Linked DNA regions of Danio rerio: region 1 is linked to region 2. A link is a contact called in public Hi-C data. All regions are on one chromosome and are shown on one strand. The core of a region is the stretch at or near the end of the contact, and the rest is flanking DNA. Distances in the headings are between cores, read along the strand shown.

The links. Hi-C and Micro-C count contacts between places; a contact is called where the count stands out from the background.
Region 1: a contact with region 2 is called in a Hi-C map of hematopoietic stem cells, with 3 times the contacts expected there. The contact joins the promoter of hexa here to the promoter of dynlrb2 in region 2. A contact is called at or near these places in 2 of 18 Hi-C or Micro-C datasets (caudal fin and hematopoietic stem cells).

What each region holds. Positions count from the first base shown.
Region 1 is chr25:23,420,654-23,425,298 of GRCz12tu, reverse strand. hexa (hexosaminidase A (alpha polypeptide)) reads right to left here and starts at 2,764. Exons shown (of 14, transcript NM_001017763.1): 1 at 2,400-2,764. The coding sequence starts at 2,655.
Region 2 is chr25:23,117,776-23,122,483 of GRCz12tu, reverse strand. It overlaps dynlrb2 (dynein light chain roadblock-type 2), which reads right to left and starts at 3,135. Exons shown (of 4, transcript NM_001303032.1): 1 at 3,086-3,135; 2 at 2,918-2,993. The coding sequence starts at 3,088. fbxo31 (F-box protein 31) reads left to right here and starts at 4,026. Exons shown (of 10, transcript XM_073943143.1): 1 at 4,026-4,462. The coding sequence starts at 4,042.

The DNA.
Region 1 (4,645 bases), core at 1,515-4,014, 300 kb before region 2:
TTGATTTTAATAGGCGAAACCTTTTAATTTATATAACATTTTTTAATGTTTGTTTTGTATTCTAATATTTGAAGCTTATTTTCTTCGCATATTTGTAATGGTTGTTGGGGGCGTATGCCATATTTTTATATCCCAAGGTTGACAGCTATAGTTTAATCCCTTTTCTGACACATTCAAAGCCTACTCTAACGCGCAGTATGCATATCTAATCTCTAATTTAAATATGTAAATATATAATATATATTTAAAATACAAGTAATGTTTAGATTTCAAAGATATTCAAATAAGTCATATATATACATGTACCATATATTTCGAAATGTATCAAAAAGAGTTTATAAATGAATATAATGATATTTATGAGTTCCAAGGAACATTTCCAGGTTTTGATGAATAGGCTACTATATGTTAATACTTTACATTTAAGCACAGCAGTTTTTTGTTTAGTTTAAGAACAGTGCCATTTTTAATCAACTTTCAAAAGCACAAGTTGATGTTTTATTTATTTTTAATGTTTTAGTTAATTTTCAAACTATTAATATTGCTAAAAGTGGCTGACAATAATAAATATTCATAAAAATAGAAATTAATCTGCCACGTTTTTGAACTGTGCAGAGCTGTAGCTGCTTAATTAAGCCTATACGCTATAGAATTTCAATACTGGTCATTATGGTGCTACTTGGGAATTTTTTTGCTGAGGTGGTACTTGGTGGAAAAAAGTTTGAGAACCACTGACCTAGCCTATATAAATGACAATAATAAAACATTGTTACTTTTAAAAATGTACACTTAGTAACACAACTGGTTAACATTTTTTGGGGGGTGAGTAACTAAATATTGTAATGGACTACTTTCAGAAATAACTTTCCCCAAGATATTATATTATAATCATATAGTCCATATAAATAATAATAATAATATATTGTAAGGACAATTATAAAAAACGTTTTGATCCACTTCAAATCTTGACTACTGTATACACTCACCAGCACACTTATTAGGTAATCAGCCTATCACATGACACAGCAACTCAATGCATATAGCAGTTCAAACCAAGCATCAGAATGGGGAAGAATGTGTGTAGCATGGTTGTTGGTGCCAGATGGGCTGGTCTGGGTATTTCAGAAACTGCTGATCTACTGGGATTTTCTCTTCAGACAATGGTCTGAAAATATCCAAATCCAGTGAGCGGGTCAGGTTATAGTAATAGTGTGGGGGATATTTTCTTGGGCACACTTTGGACCCATTAATACAAATTGACAAAATGTCAATATCAGTGGCGTAGCGGACGGGCCCGCAGGGCACGCACCGCGGGGGGGCCCCGCGTAATTAGGGGGCCCCGCGTCGTCGCGATTTTCAAAAAACTGTTGGGAACAACTGTGGTCGGAACCAAAGTTCACAGGTCTGTGTTCTCTGAACACCTCTAAAGCGGTGGACTACTTCATTCTGATTGCTTGCCGCCAATGTTGCCAACTTAGCGACTTTGTCACTAGATTTAGCGACTTTTCAGACCCCCCTAGCGACAAATCTAGCGACTTTTTTGTGTGTTATTGGAGATTTTTTTAGACTGTCATTTGTCCATACTGTACCGTCCCTACTCTTCTCAACGAGCTGCGTGTGATGCCGCCGGCCCCTCCCCCGCCTCACAGCACTGACAGGCGGCCCAGTCAGTCCTCTACAGCAGCCTCTCCCACCTGCAGCCCGAGAGCAGATCACCCCTCTGCGTACCGACGACAAATGATTTAGCACAGGCAGTGTGAAGGTATTTCGCTTGTACAGTCAAACCGATCTACTTCTACTTTATTTTAACAATTTAATTGGACCGTTTATTCTTTTCTTGTTCACAATCACAGATATTTTAGTGACAGTTTCTGAACTTGTCTGAGTTTATTTCATATGAGAGATTACTGCACATTCACTAACGTTACACATCTATAATGATATACTGTATTCAAACAGCAATAAATTTAGTTAAATAAACATGCTTATATGTAGTGCAATTATAAATACCCCTTTATTAACCATAGGCTGTTAAACAGAAACGGTAGAACGTGATGACGTCAGTGATATGCAAATTGACGTATGACGTATCCAACCCCCCCCCCCCCCTTCATCAGGGGGCCCCGTCAGCGATCCCTGCAGGGGGGCCTCCGCATTTTGCGCTACGCCACTGGTCAATATGGACCAGAATCTCTAAGGAATATTTCCAGTACCTTGTTGAATCCATGCCACGAATGATTAAGGCAGTTCTGAAGGCAAAAGGGGGTCCAACCCGGTAGTAACGTTAGTAAGCACCTGAGAAAGTGGCCGGTGAGTATATTTAGGTATGTTAAAGTCTTGTTTACTACACGGAAGTACATCTGTTTGTTTATTTTTTTATTCCACAAAACAAGACTAACCTTTAGTAAAGTCGGGGAATATGATGGAGAAGTATCTTTTGAAGGCAGTGTCCAGCACGGAGCATCCCGCCTGTGCAGCGGAGTCCTGGCTGTATGTGAAAGTGAAGAGCTGCGGGCTCAGCCCGGAGCTTTCAGCAGACTGTTGGATCTCCTGAGGCAACGGCCAAACTCCACACACCCGCTCCACAAACTGACTGACAAACACAACTGACAGCAGGCAGCAGCAGAAACGAGGAGACTTTGCGATCCTGGCCATGTTACGGGGACTGTAGCCGTGTTTCTGCGTGTTGTCGGACAGCAGGTTCAAGCGGCACAATGAAAACTGAAAATGCGCTGAAACTGTAAAAAACGCGCATCATATGACTGAGCACCAGTGTTTCTGTTGTTCAGCTGACCCGAGCTGAGGAGCGAAGACGATCATTGGCTCAGCCTCAGTCAAAGTCCCTTTCATTGGCTCGGGCATAGTCACATGGTCTACTTTCAGAATGAAAAGGAAATAACATTTTTAAATGCTTTAAATAACAAACCAAAATACCGAGTAACGTTAACAATAGTAGAACAAAAAATTTATTTTGAATACGTAATTTTTGGGTATTTTAATTATGATAATCTGAATAGTGAAGTCTTTGTTTATCTATTTATGTCTATTTACGTCTACAATCGCTGTCTTTTTAATAAAAATACTTCATGAAGAGAGTAAACGAACATATTTAACACCACGCTGTTTATTACAAACATGTGACCAATCTAATAAATAATACTTAAATTATAAGAATAACAAAATAAGAAATACAAATACTAAATAGAATACAATACAAGAGAGAAAAGGGAAAAAAAACACCAGCTATGTATGATATAATCATGAAGGTAAAGTTTTTTCATGTTAGTTTTTTGATAATATCTATTTTTAAAAATTCAGTTCAATAACAAAAAAATGAGGCAGACAATGTTAAATTATATAAAACAACAAAAAGAAAACACACAATGTAAACAAGTATAGGCTGTATTACAACATTATAAAGTAATAACAAACATTTTGGGTAATTACGTGAATTTGAAAATCAATACAATTCTTTTATTCATTTATTTTCCTTCAGCTTAGTCCCTTTATTCATCAGGGTTGCCACAGCAAAATAAACCGCCAACCTATCCAGCATGTTTTACACAGCGGATGCCCTTTCAGCTACAACCCAGCACTGGGACACATCTATACACACTCATTCACACACAAACACTACGGCCAATTAATTTATTCAATTCACCTAAGTCTAACTGGAGCAGGAAACTGGAAATTTTGTCAAAGCAGCTTAACATAGAAGTTCTAAATTGAAACAGTGTCAGTCCAGTTTTCAGAGTTGAAGTTCAGTTTAGTTCAGTTCAGCAATTTTCACTGCTGAAAGTCTGAACACTGAAAACTACAGGTAAGTTATGTACAAAACAAAATGTGACCAGTAAATGCTTGTTCATGAAAATTGCTAAAGCATGAATAAATTAAATGTTATGTAATTTTTTTAATCAAATATATGGAACAAGAATAAACATATTTTTAGATTAGGCTAAAAAAGACTCCAAAATGTTTTGGGTTGAATATAACAGAATTAAAAACATTTAACCCATCATCAAGTTCAACAAGAACAAGAAAGTTAACAAGAACTTTTTTGCGAGATTTGTTTTACTCCAAATGAAAACATGGCACTTATTTTATTATTAATTAGAGAAGAAAAGAAATATGTTGTTCTCGAGGGACGACTTTACTTAATCAATTTTATCCTTGATTAGAAAGAAATCTGGCTAACCATGAATTATATGCAGTTTCTGTTAAAAGTTATACAATTTGTTTTGACATTAGCATTAGTCTTTTGGAGATTTCGATTCCCAATGACCATGTTTTTAACAGCAGTTTTATGCAAAGTGGATTGTTATTTTTATCACATTTAGACAGATTCAGTTGTATCTACATCACTCCAGGCCTGTAGCCAGATTATTGAAAAGGGTGGTACTTTTATTTTAAAAAGTCAATAGTATGGATGCAACCTACAGTATATGATGCAAACTGAGACTGCATCTCTCAGCAATGCAATGTTAGACACAATGCAGTCAATGGAGCTAGGGACGTCACTGTGAGGGTTAGGGGTGGGGTTAGGTGGGCCTATTCAAAAGCAGTGCATGCACCTCAGATTTCATCTGCTCCAGGTCTGCAGCCAGTCCCCTCTCCAAAAAGTGGACATTTTTGTAGGTATTGATCT
Region 2 (4,708 bases), core at 1,886-4,385:
TGCCACATACATGGCGGACAGCATCTGGCGATTATATGAGGGAACAAAAACAAAAGCTTTCGTGCTAGATGTGGCAAACAGTTACCTGAAGATTTCATCCCACAGACTTTTCATAGCGGACTTGAAGCCAATGGAAGTCTTTTATCCACTCTTTGAAAAGTGTAGATGGTGGGTTAAAATTTAGCACATGATCACTTGTAAGATGTGTCATTATTTGTAACTTTAGATGCCATGGTTTCTAAAACAAAATCTGTCAGTGTTATCTTCATTCTCATCCTCAGCGCTTTACAATTGTTCGTGGTTGTAGCTCTCCCTGTCATCCCAAGCCAGAAGGCATTGACTGAGTGATTGACAGTTGATATTAACCAATCCATTCGCATTCAGTTCCAAAGCAGTAGTGGGCCAATAAAAAGAGAGTGAAGCTGGGGCAAGTATTACGGACTTGGCTTTGTTTACTGCAGCAAGTTAAGATGACAACTGTTTTAAACGCATTCCCTGCGTTTCTCGTTTTAAGAGCAGAGATGCATTTTGCGTGAATGTCTTCCGAATCCACGCATGTGGTGAACATTTTGCAGTAAAACTGGTTGCACACAACAATTTTATGCACTTGCGCAGATGCTCCCAAATATATTTTGAGATTGCATAGATAAAATTTCAGGCGCATATGCAACCAAAATGGTCGCAATTTCGAGCCCTGGGAAAACATCTGCTCATATATAACACATACTGTGTGTGTTGAAAAAAGACCACATTTATAGATCTTAATGAAACTTTATAGCAGTTATACTGTAAATTTTTCAATTTAAGTAAATTAGAGTAGATTAAATGTATATTGTTATAATATTGTATATAAAAATTAAATATAGAAAAAAGTAAACAAACCTATATAATTGTTAAATATTAGTATTATTATTATTATAAAATGGTAAGATTTATTCATAAATTTTATTTCGGCTTAGTCATTTTATTAATCTGGGGTCGCCACAGCGGAATGAACCTCCAACTTATCCAGCATATGTTTTATGCAGTGGATGCCTTTCCAGCTGCAACCCATCTCTGGGAAACATCCATACACTTTCATTCACACTCATACACTACGGACAATTTAGCTTACCCAATTCATTTATTTCATATGTCTTTGGACTTGTGGGGAAAACCGGAGCACCCAGAGGAAACCCGAGTGAACACGGGGAGAACATGCACACTTCAAACAGAAATGCCAACTGAACCAGCCAAGGATCAAACCAGCGACCTTCTTGCTATGAGGCAATTGTGCTACCCACTGTGCCACCGTGACTCCCTTGTAATATTTAATAATATTTAACACAATACTAATTATACAGGCACAATGACAATAACAGCAATAGTAAATTAATTATTATTAAAAATCATAGCAATGATAATTTGTACTTTTTTGTACTTTATATATTTATAATTTTGTAGTTTATATATTTTTAAAATGTATCATTTATTTTTTGCAACAGAAACAACAAGTTTACATTAGATTTATTTTCCTTTCTGAAACCACCAGTTTGTCTTCCTCTCCATTTGTGACAATTCTTTTATATTAAAGTTATTACTTTATAATAAGAGATATAATAATTACTTAAATCTAACAATGCTATTCAATTGCTATGATTTATATTTTATTTATATACAATTTAGCCTACCCAATTCACCTGTACCGCATGTCTTTGGACTGTAGGGGAAGCCGGAGCACCCGGAGGAAACCCAAGCGAACGCAGGGAGCAGGGCCGGAGTGGGATTCCTTTTCAGCCCTGGAGTTTCAAGCCTCAGACCAGCCCACCTCAGTTCACGACTGACTATATTAAAATAAGGTCATTTCCAAATCAGTTTCTAATGACACTATCACGTCTTTTTTTGAGAAAACAGCTGCTTTAGAACTTTAAATGTTCAACAACCCTAACAGTATTACCTGTCTTAACAATAAAAATGAAAACAATAAGTTACTCTAACGAGGATCGAACCCGGGTCCGCGGCGTCTTTTTCTAACGCGCTAACCTCTGGACAAAGGCTGTGGTCAAGTAAATAAATAAATTTGAAAAGTGTGACTGCTGAGAGCAACAGATTCTGCAGCTTGGGACACCGGCCCTCGCGGCCAAAAAACGGACCGGCCCACCGGGAATTCTCCCGGTCCTCCCGATTAGCCAATCCGGGCCTGGCAGGGAGAACATGCAAACTTCACACAGAAACGCCAACTGACCCAGCCGAGGCTCGAACCTGCGACCTAGCGACCTTCTTGCTGTGAGGCGACAGCACCAACTGCACCACTGCATCACCATTATTATTTTTATAAAATAATAATAATAAAATCTGAACATTAATAACTCTATTATTGTTGTTATTCATATTAATACTACTTCTATCACTACTACTACTAATAGTAATGCAATACTTATAATTTTTTTATTATTATAGAAATATAGAAAGAAAATTAATTAAAGCAATATTAATTTTTTTATTGATTATAATTATAGATTGAATAATATAAATATTAGAATAGCAGATTATCCTATGAGTCCTACAGTGTATCCTTATATTATATTATATTATATTTTATTATATTATATTATATTATAATAATATTCTTCATTCTTTTTCTTGTCGGCTTAGTCCCTTTATAAATCCGGGGTTGCAACAGCGGAATGGACCGCCAACTTATCCAGCACGTTTTTACGCAGTGGATGCCCTTCCAGCTGCAACCCATCTTTGGGAAAGTATTATATTATATTATATTATATTATATTATATTATATTATATTATATTATATTATATTATATTGCATTATATATTGTATTATATTATATTATATATACCAGCTTAACATATGTAACGTTAGAGCTGTGGAGAATATTACAGTTAATTTACTACTGTAACGTTAAATGCTTAACGTACCTTCTCCGTTAACCACTATTGTCCCAATAACACCATGTTGGGCCTGAATCCTCTTTAAAGTGTCTTCGACTTCAGCCTGGACAAATAAGAGTACAGTATAAATGAAGAAAACCGCCATTATTCATTATTATTGAAAGCTAAACTCGAAGAAAAAAACATAAAGTTTACCATGTCGCTCAGATCAGGTGTACTTCTTCCGCCGTGTGTCCTTGTTGCTGTGGAAACGAAAGTAAATGAAGTGGTAACATGATCATCGTGAAGTCCTTCGTTTTTAACTTGCTTATATATTTTTTGTATATCTTATATTATTTTTGTTAAACTTTCTGAGCAAATTGACAGTCAGGAAAATGACATTAGCATGCAGCTAAATCTTTTTAGTACTTTTCTCAGCGAAGATCAAAACAGACCACAGACTGTAAAATAGAGTAACAGACCAACAGTCTTTTGTAGTTAAACAATATTTAATTGTCGTACAAGTAATGTTTAGTGATATGTTTATTACTAAATAATGTTTGTAATATGTTAATGTGTTTTAAAATAAAGCAAAATAACAATTTAATACACAAACTTGAAAAATAAAAATAAAACAAATGTATTTATCTTGAATTAGCCTTTAGCACTCTATACGTAAAGGTAATTAAAATTGATTATACATTATTTTACCATGACTGATTATAGAAAATAATGTAATAATAAACATTAAAAACTTATTTGTCATCTATTTTCAATTGTATTAAATTTATTATGAAAAACTGTCCTATTTATCACAGCATTTTACTGAATAAATCTTGCATTACGGTTTAATTCACGCACACAAACTCCCTCAGTAGCAGTTGCTAATATCTAACCAGCAGATGTCGCTATCATGCGGGTACTTGGTATTTCGCTTTCGAAACCAAAAATCACCTGCACAATATTCTTTCATTTTATATTCTTATTTCATCATCTGAATGTAGCCTTAACTTAAATGCAAACACAAATGTACAAACAGAAATGCGCATTATTGCTAACACTGACGTCAAAACGCGATGTCGTCACGGGGAGACTTGTGTCACGTAACTGACGCAGACGCCAGAGGAGCGGAGTGCAGGTGACAGCAGCTGTTGTTGTGCGGTGATGATGTAATGCTGCTCCGGATGGCGGTGTGCGCCAGGCTCTGTGGAGTGGGGCAGTCCCGGAGGTGCAGGCGGCGGCAGCGGCACAGCCAGGCGGACCAGGACAGCGACTCCGACATGGAGATGGAGGAGGGGGAGGAAGAAGAGAGGGTGGTGGGCAAAGCGAAAGATGAGCCTGACGGCAGCGGTATCGGCGGCGGCTGTCATAGCAGCTGCGGCGCAGGGCCTAGTGGAGCCGGTTCCGGAGCCTCGGCCTCGGGCTCCGCAGGGCCGCCACACCCGCAGTCTCTGCTGGATCTGCCGCCCGAGCTGCTCGTGGAGATCTTTGCGTCTCTGCCCGGCATCGCGCTGCCCAACCTGGCGCTGGTGTGCAAGAAATTCAGGCAGATCCTGAACACGGAAACCATCTGGAGGAGGAGATGCACTGAGGGTAATAGCGACGAGTACATCATTTCGGTTTCATAAAGCGACTTTCTGCTTTATAGATCATATTGTGGGTGAAGTTGGTTTAATAGCTATTAGGATTTTCTCCCTAATAATATAACATTACTTTAAGAAAAGAATAATTTGCTAATTTTAAATAGGAAAATAAAATTAGCAGCCAATGAATATTAAAGTACAATATGGTCACAGGCAATTAAAATAGTGCTCTTTTTAAAGTCATACTTAAATGCGA